Regions from separate parts of the Oryzias latipes genome. Here regions 1 and 2 are each linked to region 3. The links are chromatin contacts, called in public Hi-C maps. All regions are on one chromosome and are shown on one strand. The core of a region is the stretch at or near the end of the contact, and the rest is flanking DNA. Distances in the headings are between cores, read along the strand shown.

Evidence for each region. A called contact is a pair of places that touch in the nucleus more often than the background predicts.
Region 1: a Hi-C map of fibroblasts shows a contact between it and region 3, with 1.9 times the contacts expected there. The contact joins the promoter of cbr4 here to the enhancer-like site in region 3. A contact is called at or near these places in 3 of 5 Hi-C or Micro-C datasets (embryo and fibroblasts).
Region 2: a Hi-C map of fibroblasts shows a contact between it and region 3, with 5 times the contacts expected there. The contact joins the promoter of nek1 here to the enhancer-like site in region 3. A contact is called at or near these places in 3 of 5 Hi-C or Micro-C datasets (embryo and fibroblasts).

Annotation. Positions count from the first base shown.
Region 1 is chr4:1,108,416-1,111,115 of ASM223467v1, reverse strand. cbr4 (carbonyl reductase family member 4) reads right to left here and starts at 1,394. Exons shown (of 6, transcript XM_011472872.3): 1 at 1,263-1,394; 2 at 970-1,149; 3 at 35-155. The coding sequence starts at 1,120.
Region 2 is chr4:1,038,790-1,041,489 of ASM223467v1, reverse strand. It overlaps nek1 (serine/threonine-protein kinase Nek1), which reads right to left and starts at 1,421. Exons shown (of 37, transcript XR_002873127.1): 1 at 1,313-1,421; 2 at 879-1,027; 3 at 680-776.
Region 3 is chr4:868,673-871,372 of ASM223467v1, reverse strand. All of the region lies in intron 5 of scfd2 (sec1 family domain-containing protein 2), which reads right to left. Among protein-coding and RNA genes, the nearest start is that of LOC110015045, 39 kb to the right of the region's middle. Within about 2 kb of position 1,257, at least 1 of the 8 cell types and tissues checked has an H3K27ac peak or open chromatin away from gene starts, as enhancers often do.

The sequences.
Region 1 (2,700 bases), core at 145-2,644, 240 kb before region 3:
GCAGGCCGGACACGGACGCTGCAGCACAGCTCACCTGTTGATGCCTGCGGCGTTCACAAGGTAGGTCACACGTCCGCAGCTCCTCCTGATGCTTTCAAAGGTTCTCTGCACCTCCTGCTCCTGGGAGACGTCGCAGCTGAACGCCACGTGGTCAGCTGAGGAGAAGACACAGCTGGCTGTGGTTCCAGGGACAAACCCATTCTGAGACATCTGCAGACTTCCACCACATGCAAGCTCTGCTATGGTGTCTGGAGCATTCTAATGTTCCTGCTGAACTTCTACAGACACATTCCTGCAGGGGAGGAAGACACTCACAGGCTGGTCCTGGATCTGACAGAACTACAGAGGAAAACAGGAAGGAGGACTTAGGGACATCCAGATGTTTGTTGTTATTTATGCCAAACTCAGACATGACCATCGTCCTATAGGGTTCTCCATTTTCTCCTGAATGACTCTGGGGGGGGAGTGACCCTCAGTCCGTCTTCTCTGCAGACGGAACCTTCTAGTCCGTTCACAGAAGTCTTCTTAAAGCAGTCTGCACATGCAGCAGAGGGCTGTACCCTGGTGTAGTGGCTAGCACTCTCACGCAAGAAGGCCCTGGTTTGAAACCCAGCCATGTTCTCTCCGTGCATGTGTGGGTCTTTCTCCAGGCTTCCTCCCCCAGTCCAAAAACATGTTTCATAGGTTAACTGGTGACTCTCTGGCCCCTAGACATTTGTGAGTGTGTGACTGTGTCAACCAACAGCAGCTGGTTGGCCCCAGCGGCCCTATGACCCCAAGAGGGGTTCATGGGGTTCTGAAGAGTGACGGATGGATGAGCAGCAGTTTAGTATTTAACCTCTCGTACTCAGCTAGAGCGGTTCCACCACTAGAGGATTTATCCGGAGCGCCTTTTCTACTCCATGACGTCATCAGACAGGTGAGCATCAGGAGAACCGACAGTGTTCGGTGACGGAGGCCGTGCTTTACCTCCGGGCAGAGCAGCCACAGCGGCCCGGGACGCGTCTTCGTTCCTTGAGACAACAGCCAACCTGCAGCCCCTCTCTGCCAGCAGGTGGGACACCGCCGCCCCGATCCCCCTGGAGCCCCCACACACCACGGCGAGCCGGGACGGGGACATGACCCCCCCCCAGACAGGAGACAAACAGGCTGCAGCGACGCGAGGGCGAAGTGGAAGAGAAGCCTCGGTTACGTCATTTCCGCTCAAAACAGGCAGTTTTTAGTAGTAAAATTTATCTGATACAAAGTAACAGATTTCTTACTTTACTTTTGTCCCATTTGAACGACTTCTTTTCGGCTGAAAACGTCTTTATTGTATTTAAAAACAGCGTTACTGTTAGGACGTTCGCGGCAGACAGACGCCATGTTTGCTGTGGCTGCACTGCTCCACTGCGGCCGCTAGAGGGCGCAGTGCATCTACACCTTAAACACCTGACCCGTTATCACACTGACGATCAGTGAACGAAGAATTTATTTTATTTGGAAATAAATATAGATTCTCCATAAAATATTACCTTTTATTTTATAAAGGTCTTAATCTGTTATACCCGTTATATAAATCTTATGAAGTTTTTTTAAAAACCTTTGTTTCATTTTTTAGTTTGAACTAAAGTACTATTACCATAAGATGTAGCCATTACTGCCAGTACTATTAAATCAATTGTATTGATTGACCCTTTATTCAATTCAAATGGATAAAATGAATTTTTTAAAAATCATTTTAATCCAAAATGTCTTATTTTGTCTGAAAACTTATTTGAACTGATGTGAAAGTCTTTGTTCACTGACCTCAACCCTCTGACGTTTATTCATACTGATGTGAGCCGAGCAGAGAACGGAGCAGCAACACATTGATTTTTAATTGCATACAGTCATTTCCTCTTTGCTCCACACATCATCGTCCCCCAAGAAGACATACACCATATAACCAAAAGTATTCACTCAAATTCATTCAAATGATCGGTCAGGTGTTTCAATGACTTGGCCTGGGCACAGGTGTATCAAATCAAACTCTCAGCCACGTAGACCACGTAAACTGATGGAGAGGTCAGAGGATGCTGAAGCTCATAGTGCTACAATGGCTACAGAGCTCCAAACTGCCTGTGACTTTTAGATTACAAGTCCAGCACTCAGAGAGCTTCATGGAATGGGTTTCCATGGTTGAGCAGCTGCCTCCAAGCCACACATCAGTGCAATGCAAAGTGTTGATGCAGTGGTGTAGAGCACGCCGCCACTGGAACTGCCCAGTCAGTTCCAGTTGTCATTTTGGACAATTCCATGCTTCCAACCTTGTGGACAGCCTTTCCAGAAGAGTTGGAGCTGTAAGAGCTGCAAAAGGTGGACCCACATCACATTGAACTCTGGGTTAGGAATGGATGGAACTTCTGTTCATATGTGAGGAAGTTGAGGGATTGAATACTTTATTTCCATAATACCAGTAACCCTTTTGCTATCCTAGGCACTTTACCATTGGGAGTTGGGTCATCTAGACCCACTAGACCAGGGGTCCCCAAATCAAAGCCTGGAGGGCCCGCGTCCTACATGTTTTCCAACCAACCTGCCTTTGAAGCTCTTTATTGGCTAAACACACCTGATCCAAGTAATCAGCAGCAAATGAGGAGGGGTTTCTGGAAAACCAGCAGGACACCGGCCCTCTAGGCCTGGACTTGGGGATCCCTGCACTAGACAGTGCTCTAAACC
Region 2 (2,700 bases), core at 172-2,671, 170 kb before region 3:
CTGCCATTTTTGTTGCACCGCTAACATTAGGTTGGGGGCGTGAGGGGCTGTAAGGTAGCAGGAGAGAGTGTAAACAAAGGGTTGTTGGGAAATCAGCGGAGGCTTACTTCCACGCCAACAGTCCCGCCCACAACTCAGAGGTGAATTTTGAATGAATTCTTACCTCGCTGCACAACTTTTGTCTGGAAGACGACAAAGATTTTTGGACTTTGGCTCAAAACTGTAGAATCATAATTGAAAGACCACTGGGAACACTTTGAAAATTTATCAAAATATGAATGGAGTGGGAATTTATTCATGTATTCATCTTCTGCCGTTTTATCCCTTTCGGGGTCACGGGGCTGCTGGAGCCTATCCCGGCCACTTGTGGGCGAAGGCAGGGGACACCCTGGACAGGTCGGCAGTCTGTCACAGGTGGGACTTCAACGGATCTAATTTTGAGCAAGCATCAGAATAGGGCGGAGCAGGGGGCTTGTGGCTCGCCACCTGTAGCAGCTACATCACAGCCCCAAGCTTATTCCACATGCATCTGCTCCTGATTCACAACGACTTGAATAAAGAAACACTCAGAAATGCAATTTTAAGCTTCATTTTCTTTATACATGTCCTCCATCACTAGAAAGGGCACGAGAACTCTTAGACTCTTTAGATGATCAGGTGATCTCTGAACTGTCCATACCTTCAAATGACTCCTTATACTGGACAATGTTGGGGTGACTCATGTTGGCGAGAACAGACACCTCTTTCCGAGACTCCCGCCTCTCTTTGGTTGACATCTGCCAAAAGCAACATGGATGTCATTAGAGTCAGCCTACAGCACATGCTAAGGCTAATAGAAATCAACTCTTCTTCTTCTTCTTCTTTTTAAAGGAGGTTACCCCAGAGATGCCAATCTCCTTAATGACATACTGGCGTCCATCCTCTTTCGAGTTGACTAGGATGGCCTTCCCAAAGGAGCCCTCCCCGATCTGCTTCACGTTTTCGTACTTGTCCATGTCACTGAAATGACCTGCTCCACATGCTGGCTCTGAAATGGCATCAGAAACGACTCTATGCCTTAAAAGCTTCCGATTTTAGAGCAAAATTTCGCTCATTATACTGAATTTCTTCCTAAGTGTGCAGAGAAGCAGGTGATGATGATGCGGACAGACAGAGACGCAGCTGCCAGATCATGGCTAACCTCACCAGAGGCTCCACGAAGATGAAAAGGGTTCGTTAAATAAAAGCCCCATAACAACTCAGAACATTTACTAAAACATCTAAACAAGCAAGAGTTTAGTCAAAGTCACAAACCGTCTGAAAATGAGCTTACCATCAGTCTTTTTCCGCTGCTATTTTGCCGAACGTCTGGTTTGTGCTAAAGCCACATATGCCCTGACAGCAATCCCCTTCCTGCATTCTGATTGGTCAGCTTCAAGAAGCCGTTCAGGGATTGGTTCATTTTAACTCTCATCATCTTCCTTGACAATTTCCCGCCTCCTCTCTGGATTTCCTCCCTCCCTCCTCTCTGGATCTGTTGCTGTGGACGTTTGTCTTAACAACTGGGTATGGCAGCCCAAAATAGACAAAAATAAGAACACCGGAAAAGCGCCGAACGAGCCAGTTATGAGACCGTTTCTGAAAAGACCCACGTTATTTACTTCTTGTGCACTTAAGTGTATACTTATCCCTTTAATTAGATCAAATTTAATCTTAGTTATATGTATAATTGATAAAAAGCAACCAGAACACATGTTTACGGACACCTTCAGTAGAAAATGTTGTCCATGCAAACAGAAATAATTCCGTTGTGCTTTCCTCTGTCTTCTTCTTTGCAAAGAAAGAGTTTTAAACAAATACATCAGAAAAGAGCTAAATCTTTTGAACCTATAGCCTATAAATACAAAGGTAAAAATAATCTTTGTTGGCACTTTGAATCATGATAATGGGCGATTCCAGAATTGGAATCACCCATATTTTGATGATAAGTAAATCTTCACCTTTCCAATTCAGTGCTACATATTCATTAATAATAGCTAATAAATTGTCAAAGGCTTGATTTTCTCAGCTTACAGGTCAATTGTACATTTTTATTACATTATATGCAGTGGGTCAAAAATGTGTTCAGTCAGCCACCAATTGTTTAAGTTCTCCCACTTAAAAACATTACAGAGGCCTGTAATTTTCATCATAGGTAAACCTCAACTATGAGAAACACAATGAGAAAAAAACAGCAAAAAAAAATTCTCCAATTTTTAAAGAATTCATTCGTAAATTATGGAGGAAAATAAGTATTTGGTCAATAAAAAAGTTCAACTCAATACTATTTATTTACCCTTTGTTGACAATGACAGCAGTCAGACGTTTTCTGTAAGTCTTCACAAGGTTTTCAAAAACTGTTGCTGGTATTTTGGCCCATTCCTCCATGCAGATCTCCTCTAGAGCAGTGATGTTTTGGGGCTGTCACTGGGCCACACGAGCTTTCAACCCCCTCCAAAGATTTTCTATGAGGTTGAGATCTGGAGACTGGCTAGGCCACTCTAGGACCTTGAAATGTTTCTCATGAAGCCACTCCTTTGTTACCCGGGCAACGTGTGTTTAGGATCGTTGTCGTGCTGAAAGATCCAACCATGTTTCATCTTCAGTGTCCTTGCTGATGGAAGGAGGTTTTCACTCAAAATCTGAGGATACATGGCCCCATTCATTCTTTCCTTTACATCA
Region 3 (2,700 bases), core at 8-2,507:
AACTCGCCATTGTTGCATCAAACACCAAGTGAGAAAGAGGAAAGGCCAACAAAGAGCTCAAAGAGCCTCCACCCAAAACATGTTGCCAGTCTAGAGATGCATTTCCCTTCCTTTGCTGCAGAGTCAGAGAAAGAGAGTCTGCAGTACTTCAGACGAGCTGTCATTCAAGCTGCTCACATAGAAAAAACCTCCATCTATCTAAAGGGAGGAGCCAGACCATATTCATAACCCAATGACACGTTAACACTCTTCTGTTTGACAACTGCAGCAGCCTCCAACCAGCCACTCCCACTACGAGCATCAATACGTTTCCTATGCCAGTAAATTCTTTCATTATGTCTTGATTCATTTCATCTGTGGACTGGTCCTGATGTAGAAGAATGAGGCGAGCGTCAGGTTAAAACAACCACGATGATCTATGTGGTTCTAAAGCCAGCGATGAAAACTGATGTTCTCTAAGACAAAAGCCAATTATTTGGTATCAATTCTTCATATCTGGTCTCACTGATCCTCACCTGGAGTCGTACTCTGTGGGAAGACATTAATCAGAGGCCAAGCAGGAAAACCTCCCTTTTCAGAGCCAGAAATTTATTGCAGCCCGAGCCGCTCTGCTGCTCCAACCATCCAGACACACACACGCAGAGATAAATACAAACAGCAGGATGAAAAGACACCAAACGCAGCAGAAAGCTGCATGTGAATAAGAGCTCCATGTCACAGAGGTCCACAGCAGGTCAGCCCTTTGATAGTCCTCGTGTTTGCTTTTCAGCAGAAACATCTGCTGCGTTCCTAAGAACGCCGTGCTGAGCTTTACAAACTTTACAAACTCTTGGAATCTGGGAAAGTCCAGGCTGGGTGGACGTCTTCACTGTTATCTGTCTGTGACTCATAAAAACTAGGAAATGTAAGACTCAGAATCAGTTCCAGAAAACAGTGTATAAGCACAGAGAGGCTTCGTTTGCACTTTGAGACCAATCTTGCTTTTTCTACAGGCTGCAGGCTGTCTTGTTGTAAGAGATTTAACATTTGGAAAGGAAAAGGAGAGCCGATGATGCTCTGCAAGACTCTATCTGAACCATGAAAGACCAACAAAAGCTGTTTTCTGGCCCCGTTTTGAGTTCTCTTTTTTTGGTGCAGTTCCAGAAATAGACAGCAGGGCGCACTGTGACACTGCACACAAACACTCGCATATGCATCAGCGGCACTCTGAAAATGTCCTGCCACCACTGAGCAGCCTGCCCTCCTTCTCCTGAAAGTTTGTTTTTCTTTTTTTTCTCCTAACTCCATTTTGGAAAAGGCAGAGAGGTTGCAGCCCAGATGTGAGGCCCCAAACTTGCAGGAAAAGCAGCCCTTCTCCCTCCTTCACTGCTCTCTAGATGCTTTTCTGTCTCAATGAGGTCTCATGGCTTCTCCTGACTGTTGGGTGGTATTCCTTTGCTGTCAAATTCTAAAAGACATAAATATAGATATTAAAGTTGAATTTCAGTTTTTGTGGTTCTTGAGAATTACAGATTTGCTTCTGGAAAATGATAAACTGTAAAACGACCAGCAGAGTGTCAAACCCAGAGCAGTTACAGGCAAACATGGTCTCATCCGTGACTGAACGTTGTCGTTTCATTTGTCCAGCTCTCATTTAATTCTGGACAGTCATTTACCGCCGGGGCAGCAGTTTGGTGTGACGTGTGGGCAGCACAGACTCACAAAGACTGAGTGACACAACGGCACTGATTGGTAAACCAAAGGCTTGACCAGCTCTGAAACCACATGTTGACTGCCATCATGGTGAACACAGTTAACATTTAGAGTGGCTGCTGGGGAGGAACTACAGGACCCAGCCCTTAATATGAAACCCCAACCAGCTGTTATGAAACAGAATGAATAGGGACCACAATAAGAGTTTACAAGCTCCACTGAAAACATCTTCATGATCATATCTGTGGTGAAAAAGCAGAGGGGCAGCCTGCAGATGATGGCTTAGGCTTCACTCAGCAGAAAAGTGAGACCCAGTAAATCTCTGACTCTGTTCTGTGGAGTTCACAGTGACAGAAGCTTCAGGAACCGCTCTCTGACCCATCTTTTTTAGTTTGTTTCCAATTGGACTGAGCTTCGGTTTGCTCTGAAAATCCTGAGTCTGAATATGATCCCTCAGAGGGGAGCAAATGAACCAAAACAGCCACTACAGCCATTTGTTGCTTACATGATGTAAATAGAGTAAGAATGAGGTACAAGTGAGCCACAGAAAAAAACAAAGCAAGGATTGATGTGTTATCAAAGAGAAAAAAGGGTGAAATGCCATTTTTTAAACACTCCAATGTGAAAATATTCTGTTTGGAAGCAGCATAACCATGATGTCACACTACGGTAACACCGTTTGATTGATTTGATTTATTGATTTATTTCAAGCATTGTAGTCAAAGCTATAAATAATTTACACATATTTATCAAACTCATTACAGAAATGTTGAAATGCATAGATTAAAAAGACAGAAATATAAAATAAAACAAAACAAAAATTCAGTGATCATTAACTAAAGTCAAGTAGAGTTTGATTTATTGCTTGAAAAGGAGTGGGAAGAAGTGAACTTATATAATCCCACTCCCACTGAGTTCATTCAGTTTATAGTTTTACATAGTTTTTGGAATCCAGTTCTGATCAGATAGATTCTCTTCAAGTTACAAAATCCAGAGTCTAGTAACGAT